Regions from separate parts of the Sus scrofa genome. Here regions 1 and 2 are each linked to region 3. The links are chromatin contacts, called in public Hi-C maps. All regions are on one chromosome and are shown on one strand. The core of a region is the stretch at or near the end of the contact, and the rest is flanking DNA. Distances in the headings are between cores, read along the strand shown.

Region 1 (3,800 bases), core at 260-2,759, 250 kb after region 3:
AGAGCCCCCTGGATACACTGGAGTCGGCGAGGTTGGGGGGAGAACGGCTTGAGAGGGGCAAGGCGAGAAGGCAGAAGGTGGGACGGATTGTAGACCCAGAGAATAGGCCCGTGTGGGGGGCACTGTGATGGTGTTGGTGGAAGAAGCCAGCCTCAGAGGCTCCTTGGTTTGCATTCCTCGCTCAAGGTTGAGTCCCTCTGCAGTTACCCAGTGGGCCAAGCTCAAGTTCCCTGCCCTGGCTGCCGTGGGGAGGAGAGTGTTTTCCCCACGGCTTCCATGGTGGGAGGAAGGGTTCTCACCAATGGGAAAGTTTCCAAAACCAGAGAGGAGTTTGAATGGTGGGACGCCATCCAATGACCAAGGTCCACTCCAGGGAGCGAGGCGGGAATAGGGGCGTCAGGTGGTCACAAGAGTGGTACTGAGCACCTGGCACTCCCCGAGGGCTGGCCTGCCTGTCAGGGCCCCTGAGAAGAGTTTAAAGAGCAGGACTATTTCCAATGGCACGGGCAGTATGGAGGAGACCCATGAGGGCTAGCGTAGCCCCCCAGGGAGGAGCAGAGACCATCGGGAGGCCTGAAGGGGCAAGTGGGCATAGCAGTTGTCTGAAGCCTCGTGTGGAGGTAGTCAGTTGACAGGTGCTGCGCCTCTTATGAGGGAAACTCACCAGCATGATGCCAGCCCACCATGACCCGTAGAGATGGAGCTGGAGGACCAGTGCCCTGACTCTCCTTCCCGCCCCCTTCTCCAGCAGTCTCCTCCCTTCAATGTCCATGTGCTGCCCATGGAAGCCTGAGGGCAGGCGGGTCCATTGATCTAGTTCAGGTAGGGTAGCCCTTGGGACACAGAACAGGAAGGAGGTGTACAGATGGCAGAGGGGCAGAGGGAAGACCGAACACCCTGGGAGTTAATTCTCCATGAGAGCCTTGGAGTGCTTCATGAACTTGAGCTTGGACTGGGAGGGTAGAGTAGGATTTCAGGAGACCTTTCAAGATGAAGAAGGCTGCTTGAATGGAGCCACGGAGCTGGCCACTGAAGGGTGTTTGAGAAGCCCTGAGCTCACACTTCTGGCCAGAACCTGTGGAGCAGACAATGTATACCTACTGGGCAGGTTTCTAATGCCATGGCCTCAGACCTTCTGCCTACCTGGCCTCCACGTGGAGGCATCTATGACCTTCCAAAGGCCATGATTAAGGACTCTTGTTTGATGTGGCTTCTTCACCAAGAGAATTTGATTCTTGTGTGGCCTCTGGGGAATTCCTTACCAGCTTAGTTATATCTCTTTTTTGGGAGGGGCTGGGTTGGGAACTCCTAAATCAGCAGCCAGTAGAGGGTTAAACCTCCCATGTAAGGTTTGGTTGTTACAGGGAGCCAGTTTGTTTGGGTTAATACAGCAAGGCGAGTGTTGCTATGGCTGGATTGTAGGCAACAAGTCTTATGATCTGGAACAGCAAACTGTGTATATAACATGACAGCATTTATTAAAGCAAGATAAACTCAGCAGCAAAGGATCTGGCTGGAGCCACACATTCCTGCGATCCTGGCTTCTGAAGCCATCACATTCCATTTGAGTGAGGCCTATCAGCCCAAACATTTTCATTAAATAAGTCGATTTGTTGAAAATTCCTAAGAGAATGAACTGAGTATTGCCCCCCCCCCACTCCCACATCTGTATTTAAAAGAGAAATGTATCATGTGCGGTTCTGACTCACATTCACTGAGTACAAACAGATCTGCTTTGCCAGGCCGTGGGTTCCCCCATGAGCAGATGTATTCAGGCCAGACTGGGTGACACAGGGCTCCCTTCCTTTTAGGGGCCGATGAGTGCAGGAGAAGGACACAGTCCTAGCAGACATTCTTTCTAATTCACCAGGTTGCAGGAGCCTGATGAAGGATCCAGATAGCTGCCCCACACCCCTCATTGTGCAGCACTACTCTGTCACCATGGCACCCGTGTCCTCAGGGAAGGAGAGGTTTTCATCAGGGGCTTGGGGCAGAGCAAGAACACTGGGGCCAGAAGCCCTGAGTTTACATCCTGGTTCCATTGTTAATTGGGGAAGTAGCCACTGGCAAGTCCTTGCACTCCTGGTAACCCCAGTCCACTACACACACACATTTTTTTTTTTTTTGGTCTTTTTGTCTTTTCTAGGGCCACTCCCGTGGCATATGGATGTTCCCAGGCTGGGGTCCAATCGGAGCTGTAGCCACCAGCCTACGCCAGAGCCACAGCAACGAGGGATCCGAGCTGCGTCTGCGACCTACACCATAGCTCATGGCAATGCCGGATCCTTAACCCACTGAGCAAGGCCAGGGATTGAACCTGCAACCTCATGGTTCCTAGTCGGATTCATTAACCACTGAGCCACGACGGGAACTCCCAGTTGGCCATATATAAAGTGACGGTAGCAATAGCCGCACTCATGAGTGCTTGCCATCTGCCAGGCGTCATGCAAAGAGCGTCTGGGGATGGTATCATTTATTTCCCACAGAAATCCCATGGAACTGGAGAGGCAGCTCCCCCCTCTTTACTGATGAGGAAACTGAGGCCTGGAGAGGCCAGGGACTGAGGAATGGAGGAGCCAGGGTTTGAACTCAGGCCGTCTGCCTCTGGGGACTCTAACCCTTGCATGACCACAATTGTCACCTCATCTATGTCATGGAATTTTTAGGAGATTGCATTAGAAAATGAGTATAAAAATGTCACTTAAACCACAAAGCGTAAGTCTTGGGAGTGATGAGCAGGAAGCTGAATCTTACGTTATAAGCTTTTCCCAAACTTCTTCAACTTTGCTCAAAACGGTTTTCCTCCCTCAGTCCCTCTCCTTTTCGAAGTTCCTCACTTGGTTTGAACACTTGGCTTTGGTGGAATTCAGGCTCAACAATGAAAAGTACACCAACAGCCCAATTTAAAAGTACTTGTGCTTTTATTAAAAAAAAAAAAATACAATCAGGTACTGTCCAGATGTGTTTTGGAAAGGAAGACGTCTTTAAAAATCCTTAGTTTACATCATCATCATCATTATTATATTAATAATATTAATCATATCCTTAAAAATCGAAACAGTATTGCTTTTCTGAAATGTAAAAAAAAGGGACGGCTTCGGGACACACACGAAATCACTGCTAACAAAAATACCGATAATTAATTATACAGCTTTGTGTAAAATACGGCTGGTTCTAAACAAACTACACTGTACAGCCTACCCCACTCCCATTCCCAGAGCCACCCAAGAGAAGGAAAATCATTGTGATGCTGTCACCGGGAGATTTTTGCTGAATCAAACAACAAAATAGGAACCTGTTGGACGCTGTGGTCTTTGGTGTTGAAGGAAGTACTTGCAGGGTGGGCGAGGCCAGTGCTGCTGCCGCCGGCCCCCGCGGTCCATGTCACCTTTAACTTCTGCCAAATGCCCAGGTGTGGCGGGATGGTCGGACTGGTTGCATCAAAGCTTTGGTAAAATTATTTTCTTTCTCTGAGCCCTACTCCTCTCACCCAGTTGTCCCTGGAATTTATGCGCGTTTGCGCCTGCCTTCCAGATTCCGGAAGTTGCTGGGTCTCAGCTTCATCTCAGCAAACTGGATTGAATATTCATGGCCCTTCCAGTGGAACCAGTTGACACCCTGTGAAAAAGAGAAGAGCTCCAGATTGGTTCCCATTAGGCAAGGTGTTCACTGACCTGTTGTTTAGTTAATGGAACAAAAATGAGGTCTGTTTCAACTTGACCGTTTGGTAGCTCCCAGCTGTTTCTTGCCTCTTTGTGTATTGATCTGTGTAGCGAAAACTTTCAAAGGGGTGGACTGAA
Region 2 (3,631 bases), core at 839-3,338, 150 kb after region 3:
AGCAGTGTTAGTGCCCTTAGGGATGTGGATCTTTAGTCAGACTCTGGGCATTTACATCCTGGCTCCTGAGTAGCTTACACTTGGACTTGCATTTCTTTGAGCCTTGGTCTCCTCATCTCTTAACATGGGAATGGCAATCTCTCTCTCACAGAGTATTGTCAGAATACAATAGACTACAGTATATAAAGCCTTCAGTATGATGCCTGGAACCTGGTAAGTTATGTATTCAGTTAAGTGTTATCAATTATGCATATTCAAATAACAAAGCTATTTAAATAAAGACACCATAGTTCTTGAAGGTGGAGCACGGAAACATCAGATCCAGTGCAGGTTGTATATTTGAGTGTAAGAATGTAACCTTGTTTATTTAATAATTTTTATTTTTCCATTATAGTTGATTTACAGTGTTCTGTTGATGTCTACTGTACAGCAGAGTGACCCAGTCATACATATATATATAGTTTTTCCTTTCTTTTTTTTTTTGTCTCTTAGGGCCACACCCATGGCATATAGTTCCCAGGCTAGGGGTTGAATTGGAGCTACAGCTGCCAGCCTACGCCACAGCCACAGCAATGAGGGATCCAAGCTGCGTCTGTGACCTACACCCTAGTTCATGGCAACTCTGGATCTTTAACCCACCCAGCGAGGCCAGGAATTGAACCTGCGTCCTCATGGATGCTAGTCAGATTTGTTTCTACTGAGCCACGATGGGAACTCCCGTATATTCTTTTTCTCACATTATCCTCCATCATGTTCCATCCCAAGTGACTAGATATAGTTCCCTGTGCTATACAACGTGATCCCATTGCTTGTCCATTCCAAATGCAATAGTTTGCACCTATTAATCCCAAACTCCCAGTCTGTTCCACTTCCTCCTCCTCCCCCTTGGCAACCACAAGTCTGATCTCCAAGTCCATGAGTTTCTTTTCTGTGGGAAGGTTCATTTGTGTCATATATTAGATTCCAGATATAAGTGATATCATACAGTATTTGTCTTTCTCTTTCTGACTTCACTTAGTATGAGTCTCTGGTTCCATCCATGTTGCTGCAAATAAGAATGTAACTTTGGCAGCAGGAAATTGAGCCTTCTTAAGCATCTTCTTGCTTTGTCCTCATCTTGATGTGTGAATCCCATGACAGGTTGTGGCCTTTCTTCCCTTGTCTACTTCTGTGCCTGATGCTGTGTGCAACAGGCCAGCTGGTAAAATGAAACTAGTCGTAAGAGCAGAAGGCAAAGTCAAAAGGTCACGCAGTTATGTCATCTCTGCCCCCAGTGGAGGGAATGAAATGATGAAATACTTTAGCTGGTTTTTCCCTTGGAGCCTTCCGGGGGTGAAGGGAGATAAGACTTCAATGCAACATGTTCCTAATTCTCTGTGCTGATATCCTTAGCATTAATTCCTTGTCTCACTGCTGATGAAATCTGCTTTTTCTGAGTGCTGACTTTGTGCCAGACTCTGATCTGGGTGCTGGGGATTCAGATGAGGATTCTTGCCTTCCAGATGCTTCACTCTAAGGGGGAAAAAAGACATCCAAACACCAATGCTCCAGTGCTGCCATGAGGGAAACGCAGGGAGGGGACTCCCAACACTCCATCTGCCAAATAATTGATTGCCTTTTCCAGTTTTCCCTTAAGTATGAAATCACGCCCTGAGCATTTGTCTCACAGACACCATTGTTGGTCCAATGGCTTGTTGTTCTGGACACAGATGGAAGGTGGCTTCGGCAAGTCCGAGGAATGTTCATTTCTCTCAAACGTGCTGTTGTTTTTCCTCTGCTCCTCTCCCCACAGTGACACTCCTTGGTGAATATGGGATATAGTAAAATTACCTCACATTTGTATACTTTTCAAGCTTACTGTATGTTTGTTCTCCCCCAGCTTTGATAAGGATTATGCTTTTCATTTTATGGCTGAGGAAATTTAAGTTTAAAGAGTGTCTGTGACTCATCAAGATCCTAATGTTAATGATTGCCTGAGCTGGGACTCCAACTCGGGCCTCCAAACTGTCCTTTCCCATCCGCTGCCCTCAGCAGACTTGTTTTCTCTCTTCCTCGGCCACAGGGAAAGTACACGCCCTCCCTGTGCTCTCTCCAAAGCTTGCAACATATTGGCCAACACTTCATCCCAGCTCTTGCCTAAGATTCCCAGGGGAGAGAGCGGGACCAAAAGCAAATTTTAAAAACTCAGTAATGACAATTACAAATGAATACCGGCATTGTGACTTAATGATGCTTTTGGCAGTGTCTAGAGCCGAACATTTGTTTAAGCAGCAGAAGGGAAGGCAGATCCATTTCCCAAAGTCAGTTTGGAGGTGGAGGGGGAAACAGGGAACTATGATAGATGCAGATGAATCTCCACTCACTAGGGAAAGCCATGTAAACCAGTGTACAAACTGGTGCATGGGAACCTCTCTCAGATCTTGTTCAAATTCAGGTTCTGTTTTAGTAGGTCCAGGCGGCTGTGAGATTCTGCATCGTCACCAAGCTATCTGGTGATACGAGAACTATTGTTCCTGGACACTATGTGGACAACATGGATTTAAACCACACACCTTTAAACTTAAAGTTTGGGTTCTCAATCCTGATGCCTGAGTCCTAATCCTAGAAATCTAATTCAATTGGTCTGGATGTGGCCTGGGCAGGAGAATCTTAAGAAGTCTATCAGTTTGTTCTAAGGTACACTAAAATTTGATTTAAATTCTCTAGGGTGAGTATCCCCACTTAGAAAATGATTCCAGTAGCATATAGCCACCTTATAGGAGTAGGAAGAGATGGATTACATAGCGAACATTACACCTAGCTTATAGAAAAGTCTCAACAGAGTAAGTGAGGGTGTGTCTTTTCCCCTTCGGAGTTCTCTGATGGCACAGAGAACTGCTTTCTGAAAATTTCACCTTTCTTTAATTAACATTCTTACTCTCCTGAGTGATAGTAACACTCTCTCATAAGAAAAAGGTGGCTTTCAATTTAAAGTTCTATATTTAGTAAGGAGTTTTTACTTCTTATTTTTATTTTTTGGTGGCTATATGATATCTTTTGATATCTTTTCCCTAGAACGAGGCCTGTTTTTAAAGAGATTTTCTTCGGTGATTTATTTAAGAAATACAGCTGTTGAATGGCTGTCTTTTATATCAGGAACTGTGCTGGGGTTTGAGGACCCAGTGTTGACTGAGATTGATAGGGTTCCTGCTTTCGAAGAGTTCAGATTTTTTTTTTTCTTTTTTTTTTAGGGCCGCACCTGGGCCATATGGAGGTACGGAGGATCTATGGCTGCTGCCTACACCACAGCCACAGCAACACAGCATCCAAGCCGTATCCTCGACCTACACCACAGCTCTCGGCGGCGCTGGCTCCTTAGCCCACTGAGCGAGGCCAGGGATCAAACCCACGTCCTCATGGATACTAGTCGATTTCGTTTCCACTATGCCAAGATGGGAACTAGAGGAGTGTGGATGCTGGAGAGGAGCTATAGAGAAAACCGAGGTTGGACTGTAGGTGTCATGCACTTAGAGGTGGGACAGGTGTGGGAGAAGACAGCAAGGAGTTAGGTGAGGCCAGAGGCGTCAGAAAAACTTTGTTGAGCAGATCAGAATAACGGTAGGAGTTAACTAGGCAAAAGAGAGTGAAATAG
Region 3 (3,473 bases), core at 18-2,517:
TCTTTTTTATCTGTAAAATGGGGATAATTAATATTGCCTTCTGCAGAGTGTTCTGGTGGGGGTTGGGTTAAGCCATGCAAACCTTTTAGAATAGTGTTACTGTAAACAATACCCGATATTGTCATTTTGAGTAGTAGTAGAAAAAGAAATAGAGGATTGAAGCAGACTAAGCTTCAGGGTCCTATCTAGAAACAGTAGGAATACCCAAGTGGGTGATTAAAATTCTGCACATTTTTGTGAGGTTTGTGATCTGAGTAGAAGTTCACAAGATTGTCTCAGTATCCTTGCAAGGCTGGCAGGACCTTCCCTGTTACCCGTGAAAGAGCTGGTATTCAAGGTCCCATCTGCCCACTCTAGGGACAGAACTCAGGTGGCTTATTTGAGCCCTACCTTAAATGAGATCTTCCCTCTCACCTGTTCAGGTTCCAAAGGGATTTAAAGGAAAACAAAACAAAAAACCTCTAGGAATTGTCCTGAATGGGACATTTCCTCTCCACTGCAAAGACTCAACACAACCCACTTCTTTTTAGATTGATTAATATGGCTAATCGGGCACCGTTAGCATGTGGGGTCTTATATATATGTCGGGTTCAGGTTGGCAGCTGTGTTGATGTGAAGGTGATTTGCTTTTAATTCCTCTCAATTGTTTTATTTTCATAGGCTGTGGGAGAGATTGGGGTCTGAAAAAAAGGGCTTCTCCAATTTGTGCAGAAATCAGACATTCTCTTGTTCTTTTCTCTTAGAATTATCCAGTCATGCTTGAGAACACTTTAAATTTCTAAGAAGTTGCCATAGTTATAGCTTGGATTGTTTATTGAAATCAAAACATTGACATGTTAGGTTTTAAAAAGAAGTAACAACTTTTTGACAGTATAACTGGGTTGGGGAAATTACCTAGTCTTGGGCAGAGTTCAGCTAAAGTGCTACTGCTGATAGCAGGGCTGAGCTGTGCCAAGGGTTCAGGGATATGTGGACACTGAGCCCTGAGGGTTTCTGTGTTTCACATCAAAGAGAATGACCTCTGCTCTGGGTGGGCATTAGGGGCTGGGGGCTGGTCCTAGCTCTTGTTCTTGGTATGACCTCAGGCAAGTCACTTTTCCTCTTGGACCTTTATCACTGTTCCATATATAAATGAGGATGTTAGACCAAACAGTCTCAAAGATCCCTTTCACTTCTGGAATTTTAGGATTCCATGACTTTGCTTTTTGTAGCCTTGTAGCCCATTTGAAAACCATGCCCTTTCCATTTAAATCCACCAGAGGGCAATACGACCCATATTTTGACCCTGCCCCTGGTCTGAGAGGCCTGATCACCAAGCTAAGCATCGTGGAAGGGGAAAGATTGACCCAGTCCCTGCCTTTCATGGGAGGTAGATGGAAGAAGACACTATTTAAGTTGACCATTAGGTCTGCAGCTGACAAGGGGTTTTCACATCTATCGCCCTTTTTTTTTACCCTGTGGATAAAGGCCTAGAAATTTGCCATTTTATTTTATTTTAGTATTCTTACATTATTATTGTTTAAAAGATGTAAAATTTTCTAAATTTTGTAAAATTATAGCTAATTTACAATGTTCTGTCCATTTCTGCTGTACAGCGAAGTGACCCAGTCATCTGTATACATACACATTCTTTTTCTCACATTATCCTCCATCATGTTCCCTCGCAAGTGACTAGATACAGTTCCCTGTGCTATACAGCAGGATCTTATTGCTCATCCACTTTGCATCTACTAACCCCAAACTCCCGTCCATCCCACTCCCTCCCCCTCGGCAACCATTAGCCTGTTCTCCAAGTCCATGGGTTCGTTTCTTTTCTGTAAATAGGTTCATTTGTGCCATATATTAGATTCCAGGTATGTGATATCATATGGTATTTGTCTTTCTCTTTCTGACTTACTTCACTTAGTATGAGAATCTCTAATTTCATCCATGTTGCTGCAGATGGCATTATTTTGTTCTTTTTTATGGCTGGGTAGTTTCCATTGTGTGTGTATATCACATCTTCTTAACCCATTTATCTGTCGATGGACATTCAGGTTTTGATTTCATGTCAGCTCCCTGGGGCCAGATGCTATCTTCCTATTTCGCATGCCTGGGAGCCAAGGCCCACAGTATTGAAAGGACCTGCCTTGGGTTTCCAGTGGTGGACTTATCTCCTCATTCCACACTCAGTCTCTCCGATCATTTTCCAGTGGACTTCAGCAGGCTACCACTGTTGAGCTGAGAAGACAGTTTACATACAGGTTGACTGTGGCAAAGTTTGAATCCATATTCAGTAGGGTCAGGGGTAGGAACTGAGCTGAATAGGTAGACTAAAGCTTCTTTTGGGACTAAATGAACTGTAAAACGTGGTAGTTGACAGGAGCTCTAACAGTCCTGGTTCTAAGTTGCAGACAACAGAATTCACTCTGTTGAATTTTAGTAGCAAATTTAAGTAGCAAAGAATTTTCACATGGATTTTAGGAAACTCTGAGACTCCAGGAGGGCCAGAAAGCAAGAATCTGAAATTTGTGTAGCCAAAACAATGATCAATACCACTGTGGGGGCTTTCCTAGGGAAAAAAAATTCCCTGCCATAGCTGCTTGGCACTTCTGATGTTTGAGACTGGGTACCGCCATGGAAATTACTGTTGATTAAGGCCCTTCTGTGTGGGGCTTAATATCTTATCTCAGTTGATCCTACAGGGCTGGTGTCATTATCTCTCATTTACTGATGCTTGCTCAGTTAAACCCAGGCCTCTCTGATTTCAAAGTCTGGATTCCAACAGAAAGAGAGGATGTAGATGTTAGGCTGGAGTTAGGGTCTATTCCCAGTCCTGAGAGGATGAATTCAGGAGAAGTTCCTGGTATTTCTTACTGCCTTTGTAATGCTTTTTTTTCCCTAGTAACATGGAAGGAGAAGAATAGAAAAGAATGCTAAATTCTCATTTTTTTTCTTTGTTTAATCCTCTTCTGCCTTGGATAGACACAGAGACAAATAGAAATAGGCCCAAAGGAGGGGTGTATTTGACACTTTTTGGGCATTACTTGAATTTCTCTTGGAATAAAAAGTTGTTGGACTTGGAAAAGACCATGACATAGACTCATCCAATCCTTTTAGTTTATTAGGTGGGAAACCGAGGCTCAGAGCAGGAAATTAGCTGTTCAGAGTCACATAGGAAGATTGTAGCTTTCATATATCCAACAATTATTTAATGAGTGCCTGCTCTGTGCCAGACACTAAACTCAATATATGACAACTTCCTTGTTGCTATGGCGCTTTATGTAAATAGCCCATAGATAACCTTGCCTCTAGTTCTCAAACCTTAATCTGGAGCAAAAATACTTTTAGCTCTTTTTCTTAATTTTAAAAAATAATGATAATAAAGAATGACAGTAGGAGATGTTACAGGAAAAGAGCTTAACTTTATTAGTAAAAGGTACAAATAAGCATTCTTTTTCCTTCCTATCAAATTGCAATATTTAAGAAAAAAG

The links. A called contact is a pair of places that touch in the nucleus more often than the background predicts.
Region 1: a contact with region 3 is called in a Hi-C map of embryonic fibroblasts, with 6 times the contacts expected there. The contact joins two enhancer-like sites. A contact is called at or near these places in 1 of 5 promoter capture datasets (liver), 24 of 47 Hi-C or Micro-C datasets (adipocytes, blood, brain and 14 more) and 2 of 2 datasets of contacts at active chromatin or transcription factors (alveolar macrophages and skeletal muscle).
Region 2: a Hi-C map of omental adipose tissue shows a contact between it and region 3, with 4 times the contacts expected there. The contact joins two enhancer-like sites. A contact is called at or near these places in 2 of 5 promoter capture datasets (fetal skeletal muscle and liver), 28 of 47 Hi-C or Micro-C datasets (adipocytes, adipose tissue, alveolar macrophages and 16 more) and 2 of 2 datasets of contacts at active chromatin or transcription factors (alveolar macrophages and skeletal muscle).

Annotation. Positions count from the first base shown.
Region 1 is chr1:255,530,337-255,534,136 of Sscrofa11.1, forward strand. It overlaps TNC (tenascin C), which reads right to left. Exons shown (of 23, transcript NM_214230.1): 23 at 3,214-3,618. The coding sequence ends at 3,508. Among named protein-coding and RNA genes, the nearest start is that of TNFSF8, 73 kb to the left of the region's middle. Within about 2 kb of position 1,510, at least 22 of the 83 cell types and tissues checked have an H3K27ac peak or open chromatin away from gene starts, as enhancers often do. A contact at or near this core is called in embryonic fibroblasts, omental adipose tissue and retroperitoneal adipose tissue, where this site is marked.
Region 2 is chr1:255,426,788-255,430,418 of Sscrofa11.1, forward strand. No RefSeq gene overlaps it. Among named protein-coding and RNA genes, the nearest start is that of TNFSF8, 30 kb to the right of the region's middle. Within about 2 kb of position 2,089, at least 11 of the 83 cell types and tissues checked have an H3K27ac peak or open chromatin away from gene starts, as enhancers often do. A contact at or near this core is called in adipose tissue and omental adipose tissue, where this site is marked.
Region 3 is chr1:255,279,679-255,283,151 of Sscrofa11.1, forward strand. No RefSeq gene overlaps it. Among named protein-coding and RNA genes, the nearest start is that of TNFSF15, 68 kb to the right of the region's middle. Within about 2 kb of position 1,268, at least 7 of the 83 cell types and tissues checked have an H3K27ac peak or open chromatin away from gene starts, as enhancers often do. A contact at or near this core is called in adipose tissue, embryonic fibroblasts, omental adipose tissue and 1 more, where this site is marked.